Linked DNA regions of Zea mays: all the other regions are linked to region 3. Evidence: chromatin contacts called from public Hi-C data. All regions are on one chromosome and are shown on one strand. The core of a region is the stretch at or near the end of the contact, and the rest is flanking DNA. Distances in the headings are between cores, read along the strand shown.

Evidence for each region. Hi-C and Micro-C count contacts between places; a contact is called where the count stands out from the background.
Region 1: a contact with region 3 is called in a Hi-C map of tassel, with 3 times the contacts expected there. The contact joins the promoter of LOC100193153 here to the promoter of LOC100501212 in region 3. A contact is called at or near these places in 2 of 25 Hi-C or Micro-C datasets (ear and tassel).
Region 2: a Hi-C map of ear shows a contact between it and region 3, with 2.4 times the contacts expected there. The contact joins the promoter of LOC100194228 here to the promoter of LOC100501212 in region 3. A contact is called at or near these places in 2 of 25 Hi-C or Micro-C datasets (ear and tassel).

What each region holds. Positions count from the first base shown.
Region 1 is chr3:97,409,180-97,411,879 of Zm-B73-REFERENCE-NAM-5.0, forward strand. It overlaps LOC100193153, which reads right to left and starts at 1,320. Exons shown (of 16, transcript NM_001358658.1): 1 at 1,095-1,320. The coding sequence starts at 1,243.
Region 2 is chr3:98,229,225-98,231,924 of Zm-B73-REFERENCE-NAM-5.0, forward strand. LOC100194228 (Mitogen-activated protein kinase kinase 3) reads left to right here and starts at 1,341. Exons shown (of 9, transcript NM_001279806.2): 1 at 1,341-2,055. The coding sequence starts at 1,825.
Region 3 is chr3:97,841,762-97,844,461 of Zm-B73-REFERENCE-NAM-5.0, forward strand. LOC100501212 (WEB family protein) reads left to right here and starts at 1,392. Exons shown (of 3, transcript NM_001195994.1): 1 at 1,392-1,529; 2 at 2,179-2,383. The coding sequence starts at 2,201.

The sequences.
Region 1 (2,700 bases), core at 70-2,569, 430 kb before region 3:
GTACTACTAACATTAAAGTGTATGGAAGCACATATATGAAAGTTATAACTGACCTAGACAACAGTAAAGAGGCCTTCTCGATTAGTGTTCAAACCACAACACTGTGGTTGCATTAATCCTCAACACAAAGGAAAATACTATAGTATGGGAGTATCAATGCTATTTAATGGACTTTTATTACATTCTCTATGACCAAAACATCATGGAGAATGCGGTTTTTTTTCAAACGTATGAATATGTGAAAGAATCTAAAACAATAGTGTTCTTAATAATTTGAAATACGATCTCAACCTCTACTAAATAAACAACAGTGAAGGCTCTCATTTTTCCGCCTATTCCGAAAGAAGAATCATGTAACCTCTGCTAACAAACATATAGCGCCAAGGCTAAAAATAATAATGACTTTCGTGTTCATTGTATCTCCATCATCCTTCGCCATTTAAACACAATATTTAGTAAAGGACGTGCTACAAGATTAATCAACAACCGAGAGTAATCCATCACCATACCTTGTTAAAACATTGTATTCTAGCCGTATTCGAAGTAATAATAAACATGAAATACATAACAATGGTCTTGCAGCACGTAAAAGCAAAAGGAGGAGGCAGTGCCCTTCGGCCACTAGCAGTCCTTGAATCAAGTAAAAAAAGGAAAAAAGAAAACAACAGTGACTACAACAAATAATTATCGATAACTGTTAGTTAACCAATCCAAAAAACAATCTAATGCTTGCACGGGCAGGAAATTCTACGATTCTAAACTAGACGGAGCTATAAAACATAAGTAGTCATTTGTGTGTTGTATAAGAACACAGGCATGAATTGAAAAGAAAAGTATTAATGAAGGAACTGAAAGATTGTAGGGTAAATCGTCTAGAATGGTTAGAGGAAATATAAGTAACAGTTCTGTTACCATGTGTTATATGAAGGGTTTTATATTAAAGTGATTTGAGCATATTCATGTAGTAAAGTCACAGTGCCTTTCACGAATATCACATACCTAATTAATACTAACAGTTATCCCATTCTTCCTAGGGATAAAATGGATATTCATTTGATAAGGAAAATGGATGTCATAATGGTAAAACTATATACATAATGAGAACTGATGCTTGATAGAGGAGCAGTGATATGGTACATATATCCTTTGTCTCACAATCTGAACCTTTCTTCCTGCAAAGTGGAACTGTTAAGTGCCAAATACCAGAATGCAGTGTCCTAATAAAGTTGGTCAATATAAACATAACGTTGGCAACCCAACAAGAAATCGTGAATATATAAAGCTGCTCTCATGAAAAGGTTAAACATATATAAGTGAAAAAGAAATAATTTTATTTTTCTTTATAAGCATGTATATCAGCAGGGAGAAAATCAATTGAAAAGAAATTAACACTAGAATTCAAATAAAGGTTCTCAAGAATTCATGCAATGAAGAAAAGATCTCATCTTCTAGGGCATGTGCCTGGAAAGTTAGATTATGTCCACTTTATAGAAAGAAGTTGAAGTAAGCAAAGATTGAAAGAAATTTTGCACTATATACATCAAACTGTGAGACCACAATTAAAAAAGTTAGGTCACGGTGTATTTTCAGCTTTGTGACTAATGATTATTTTGAGCCATTCATACGTAGTCTTAAGTTGTTTTGTATTTTTATTACTTGAAGTGTCTAGAAATATTTATTTCTATATGAACATCAAGTTTCTCCATGTGAATAGGCAAGGGAATGGTCATTGCATTGTCAGCAAATTGACTTTCTTCAGGAAAGTAGTACCTTAAGTGGTGCAGGCATCACAGTGTATCAGGCTAGTCTTGTGGCCTAGCTTCGTTGATATGATGATATCTTTTAACAATCAAATTCAGGATTTAATCTCGAATACTGGGCTGCTACGTGCGGTAAAGGGTGATGACTGTCTTTTGTGATCAGCCAGATTGGCTTCAAGTATGGGCAGAGATTGAGAGACATGACAGTCTTAATATGCTGCAGGCACCAATTGATTTAGAGAAAAATCAAGGAACGATGCTTGAGCACAACTCAATTGATTATAAGTCTCCAGTAAGGAAAAGAGAAACATCTCGACCTCACCTTGTCTATTGTGGCATCCGGCGTGGAAGCACAAGACGTCGTAGCATATGGCGTGGAAACATCGGAGGAGCTCCGGCCACCGCTACTGGCAATCTCGGAACCCCACGACTTCTTGGCCTGTGGAGCGGTCTTCCCCTGAAGGCCAACTCTAGGTGCCATAGAAAATGGAGCGAATCTTCGGCGGTGAGAATGGGGACAGATTGGAGCAGCAGCTGTGGTGCAGGCATAAGTTGAGCGGTGGGAGGAGAACCAAGCATAGCAGCTTTAGGTACCGGCAGCAGCACCAGCACCGCCCCATCTCCGGCTCTGCTCCCTCCTGCCGCGCTTGCTGATTGATGGCAAAAAAATCCGAGATCTGAGATGCGCTGCAGGCTGGTGCCGTACTTGCAGTTGTCGCCATCGCCGCCTACCAAGCACACGTTGGTGGCGCCGTCCGCAGCACCCATGATGCCGCATCGGAGCAGCACGTCGCGGAGATGAGCGTCGTGCCACACGGATGTAGAGATGTCGTGCGCCACCGGACGGGAGCCTGCGGCGGGAGAGCAACGTTCGGCCGAGATGCGGGGAGGGCGGTGGACGGGATCCGAGGAGGCCAGCGGTTGAACATGAGCCGACGCG
Region 2 (2,700 bases), core at 91-2,590, 390 kb after region 3:
AACACTCGGTCAGCAGGGACGCTGCCCTCTAAAGCGACTCCCTGATCCAAAGTTTGGGCTACCACCATACAACCAGAGTGTGGAGGAGATCCCGCGTGAACGTCCATGGAAGTACAGGAAGGAGACCCTGCTTGGGCACCCTCGGGGGCTGGGTCATAGTTGGCACTGCACTACGCTATAGAGGGCTAGTACTAAGCAATGGTTAAGTAATAACTACTTACTAAGTAATAATTATATACTAACTAATAACTTCCCACATCTAACATAGTTATAAAATTCTATGAATATGACAAGAGCAATGGGTTATACCTTAGGTCGCAGTGGAGTCAAGGTGCCAGTGGCGGGGGTGGTGGAGTTGGACAGCCTCCTGTCTGAAAATAAGCAACATAGCACTGTTAATGAAAATTTCGATAGCACCTCCCTTATATGGGGAGATTTCTAAAATCTACATAGAAATTGGCAGCACAATGACTGACATACATACTCAGTAGCAGACAAAAACACGATGGCTGCATGCACATTCAGTCACTGCAAATAACGACTAAATGACAATCTACTTAATTGCACCAACTAAATAACAAAATTACAAGCTAACCAACAAAAATGTAAGTAACCTAACTATATTAATTTGATAACAAAATTATAAACTAACAAACATGTTTGCAAACTTCTAGCTAAAATAGCAAATAAAGATGTTACCTAAGTAGAAAGTAAGCTAAATAAAATACAGAGTAACTACATAATTTGCTAAGTAAATAATAAATCCACTAATTAAATCTAGAGTATATACTAAACTAACTAAATCAAAATAAACCAGATTATATACTAAACTAACTAATCAAACCACTAACTAAACTAAATCCACTAAATCTTCTAACTAAATTAAATCCTCTAACTAAATTAAATCCACTAAAACTAAACTTATTGGGGCAGTATGAGGCGAGCTCGAGGGAGTGACACCAGGCACGGAGGCGAAGAAGGGGGCGCATCAGTACTAGGCGGGACGAAGCGGTGGTGGTGGTCGGCGGGCAGAGTGAGGTGCAGTGAGGGAGAGAGCGCGAGAGGGAAAAGCCGACTGAGCATATTTATCAGACCTTGGCATCAAGGTCTGTGCTGCTAAGGTCTGACACGTCATCCGTCACGTCATCGAGCCTACGCTAGCGTCAGCGTGACCCTCTGCTCGACGCCAAGATTTATAACGTCGAGCAATATTATTTCAGGGTCAAGCTGAGGATCTAAAATAAAGAATATTTTATTCAGTGTCTAAACGTTAATATTTTTTTTAAAAATAAGCTAAAATATATATAAAAAATCGGGCACTACCACTGTCCACTACCTCACGCAACCACCACTGCCTCACGCAACCACCTCAGCCCGGTCCACCTCTACCACCGGCCACCCACTGCCTCCACCCCCGCCCTAGATCACCACCGCACTCTCAGGCGCAAGAACGAGCTCACCAGGCAAAGTCACGGCGGCGACCTCCGCCTTCCAGGTCTCGCCCTTGCTGGCGCGCGCCTCTGCTCACCACCCAGCGCCGCGTCTTCCTTCTCCAGTCCGGTCGCTGGCCGACCGCCAGCGCGGCTCCGGGCCCTGCTTTCCGCACGCCCAAGCCTGCGCGCTCCGGACGCACCTCTCCTGCTCTTCTGGGCTTGGGAAAGAGAAGAAACCAGCATAAAAACACTAGATCTGTGAAGGATTTGAGGAAGAAACCAAACCGAAACCCTAGTGACGATGCTAGAGTTCGGACCTCGCTCTGAGTCGAAACGACCAGAGACCGCTGCCTTCCCTCCCCATTTTCCTTTCCCATGAACCAAGCAGCGTATGAGCTTTCCATCCCTCCTCATTTACCTATCCCACCTCTCATATCCCGTTATCCAAACGGCACCTCAGGGTACTGCAATCCAGAAGCAGGGGCCCTGGCCTCAGCGCACCTGGATGGCAGGGCTGGAGGAGTTGAAGAAGAAGCTACAACCCTTGCTGTTCGATGACCTGGACAGAGTTGGCGCCAGTACCAGGGTGCCCTTACCAGAAGATACTTGCGATTCCTACGCAGTAAGCACGCCCTGGTATTCTTGGCCTATTCTTCATTGGTATTTGCAATTGTAGTTATCTGGTACATTATGACATGTTAGCCAACTCGTCTAATAAGGTGGGAGACTTGGAAAGTCGATTGATGGCTTTAACTCTGCCTCTCTGCGTGGTACATGTACATGCTCAATTGTTTTTTTTTGTTTAATTTGAGGATTAGCAACCAAATGAACACAGATAGGTTTATGCTTTGTTTACGTTCCTTGTGATTTTTCTGTTGTGTACCCTCTTATGTAATCCCCAGAGGGTGGTCTTAATACACCCTAATCTATTGTGATGAACAGAGCAGGGTCTGCTGTAGCCAATGAGATTGGATATAGTGGACATAATCACATCGATTTTGTGGTTCAATACTCCAATTACCTTCTATAAGTTTTTATTGACTGCTACATATCACACTTTGGCTCATTTGCTTCTGTTTCCTGAATGTTTTGTTTATAATTTATTTATTTCTCAGTACTGGAAGTCAACTCGTTTGGATATGCAGCTTCCCTTTTTCAGTCAACTCTTTTCTAATGTCTAAACCCAGATTTTTTATGCAAACTCGACATGATCCAAATCAGTTGGTTCCAGTCAGGAGCGTATTTGAGTCTAGGGCCAATCACCTCA
Region 3 (2,700 bases), core at 142-2,641:
CTACTGGGTAGGTATAAGAAAATAGTTAGCTCACCTTGATATGTGCGACCACTTATAGCTACAATCACTAAACATCATCTAAGTACTCATAGCGCAGGTGTGGGAGCGCAATTCCAACTAAAAGGATGCAATGCACGGCTTTGTGTCTGCTACAGAAATGACAATAACAAATCCGCTCACCCTCCAATGGCGTCGAGGAGGACGGTGTCAGAACCCTTGGCCGCGTCGAGCGTCTCATCGGGGAGCAGCACACCGATGGCGTCCAACGCTGAGCCACCCATCAGCTTTCCTGGAACCGGTGGTCGATTCCTACGTCGGGCGTTAGGAAGCAAACAAGGAGGGTCATGATCCTGCTACATGTTCATGCCTAAGAGTTCAAGGGCTAAGGCACCAAGCATTGTATGGTGACGAAGCAGCTTACCTTTGAGGGCGTTGGCGAGGGACAACACGTCCTTGGCGACGGCGACCACCTCCAGCTGATGCTGTCTCCGGGGAGGAGCGTGATGTTGTAGCTCCTCGCCGTCGCGGAGCACCGGAAGCCCGCAACTTTCAGACGCGGTCATGCCCCCACGCCGTCGACGCGCCGACTGGAGATGAATGGGGTTTTGAGCGGCGTGGCTTGCAGAACCGCCACCATCACGTCTCTTGCTTTCAACCCTACACGTGTGGGCGCGTGGGATCTAGGCCCGGCGTAGACGAGCAGGGTGGGTCCAGTTGATGCGTGCGCGGGCGGTGGCGTCGTAGCCCACGCCGGAGAGAAACAATAGTTGTGCCGTCTTTGTCGGTGTCGGGCGCGGACAAGGTGAGTTGGGGGTGGAGGCATCACACGTTGTGTCCGCCAGTGGGGGAGGGGGCGGCGAGATTTCCGAGGGGTGGGTAGCGGGGAGTTGGGGGTGTTGGCGCGCCATTACAAGAGAGGGAGGACGCGAGGGCTACTGGAGCGGCGCGGACACGATGACGTCGTGCGAGGACGGCGCAGACGCGATGCGGGGACGGGGCGGGGACGTGGTGATGTTGGGTGGACGTCCTCGGTAGATACATATGATGTAGTAGAGATTTACTTTTTTATAAAGTTTACAGTTTATGTATAACATCTCACTTTAACGGACTCTATTTAGTTAGAGTGGTTAGCTAAGTTTAACTAAAGAGAGCCAATTTTAAAAACTGGATAGTTTGGTGAGTTAGATGGCTAATATATTAAAGAGTTATTTGTTGTTGAGTAATCAAAATTTAGCTTGATAATCATTTGGTTAGAGTAAACCTAAACCAACTGTGTTCATCGGGTCCTCCCCCGCTCGTGAGTTGTGAACCGGACCCATCCCAATTCCTTGTCGAGCTCCTCGAAACTACCACCGCCCCCTCGTTTTTTTCACAGCTTCACCCGACGAACACGGCACCACGAGCCCCGCACGGCCGCAACCCACCCAGATTTAGACTCTCCCACCGCGGCTGCATATCTCTCCCCCACCCGCACTCCGGTCGTCCCATTACCCTCTGGCATTGGTTGTCGATTTCTTCGTTCGTGCTTGGTAAGAACTCCCCAAATTGCTGATTTTGCTCCCATTTTGTTTGTAGAATCGTCCCTTTACACTAAGGCCTATAACCGGAATCTTTGCCTATGCTTCAACGCCCCGATTCGTCTGGTTTCGTTGTGGATTTGTTCTCTGCGTGGTGGGGCTATTGCAAATGTAAAGCTTGTTTTCTTTTGTGTGTGGTTCAAGTTCAACTGAACCCCCCTCCACCATAATATGCACACCGAGAAAGGCCATTGTTGTTGCCATAATATTGTATCAGATTGTCATGGGTGAAGCTCTACACTGTGGAATGTTTAAGCCCTAGATTGAATCTTGTTTCTAGGATCCATGGGGTGGGGAAGAGCAGAAAGGTTGGGAGCAGGCGTGTTGTTTTTTGTGCTGCATGTAATCCAGGATTCACTGGTTTTCATCAAGGATTTGAATGTCACTAACCTGTCATACTGGTGACAACCAATTCCTGGTATTATGGCTCAAATATGCGATTTTGAAAGGTCGAGAAACCATAGATTATTATTTTCTTCATGCTGCCTAGTAATTTCTTCACTCCATTTTTTATCATGTTCAACTTCATTATTATTGACTTCACACCCCAATGACTTTCCTACCACCATCTTTGTTTTAACTCATTTTTTTCCTGTTGCAGCTTGCGTAAAATATTTAAATAAATGAAGGCAAATATGGGCACAAAAGCTCGTCCACCATCTGCTGATGCAGAAAAAGGGGAGATTGGCGAAATAGATACAAGGGCTCCAATTCAATCTGTTAAAGCTGCAGTGAGTTTATTTGGTGAGGTCCGCTTTTCATCTGACAAATCAGCTGAAAGAAAGCCCAAGGCTCCTCAAACAGAGGTAATCAAACATTTTTCTTTATCAAAGCTGTTCCCCCTTCTCCCCTTTGTTTATCTCTATTTTAGACCTGAGTATGTCCTGACAATTGGATGGGATGGTTACTCAAAATGAGAAAATCATGGAGACAGGGCATAAACAATTGCACTGCGGTAATTAATATTGCCACTGTGGAACGAACCTTAAAATAGATAGGACTAGAATACATAAAAAAACTACGTGCCCTGATATTCTCTCTTTTGTTTGCTACAGTTGATTTGTCAGACTTAACAATTTCACATTTGTGTTATGTTTTGGAAGCTTTCTGGAAATTCTGCAGA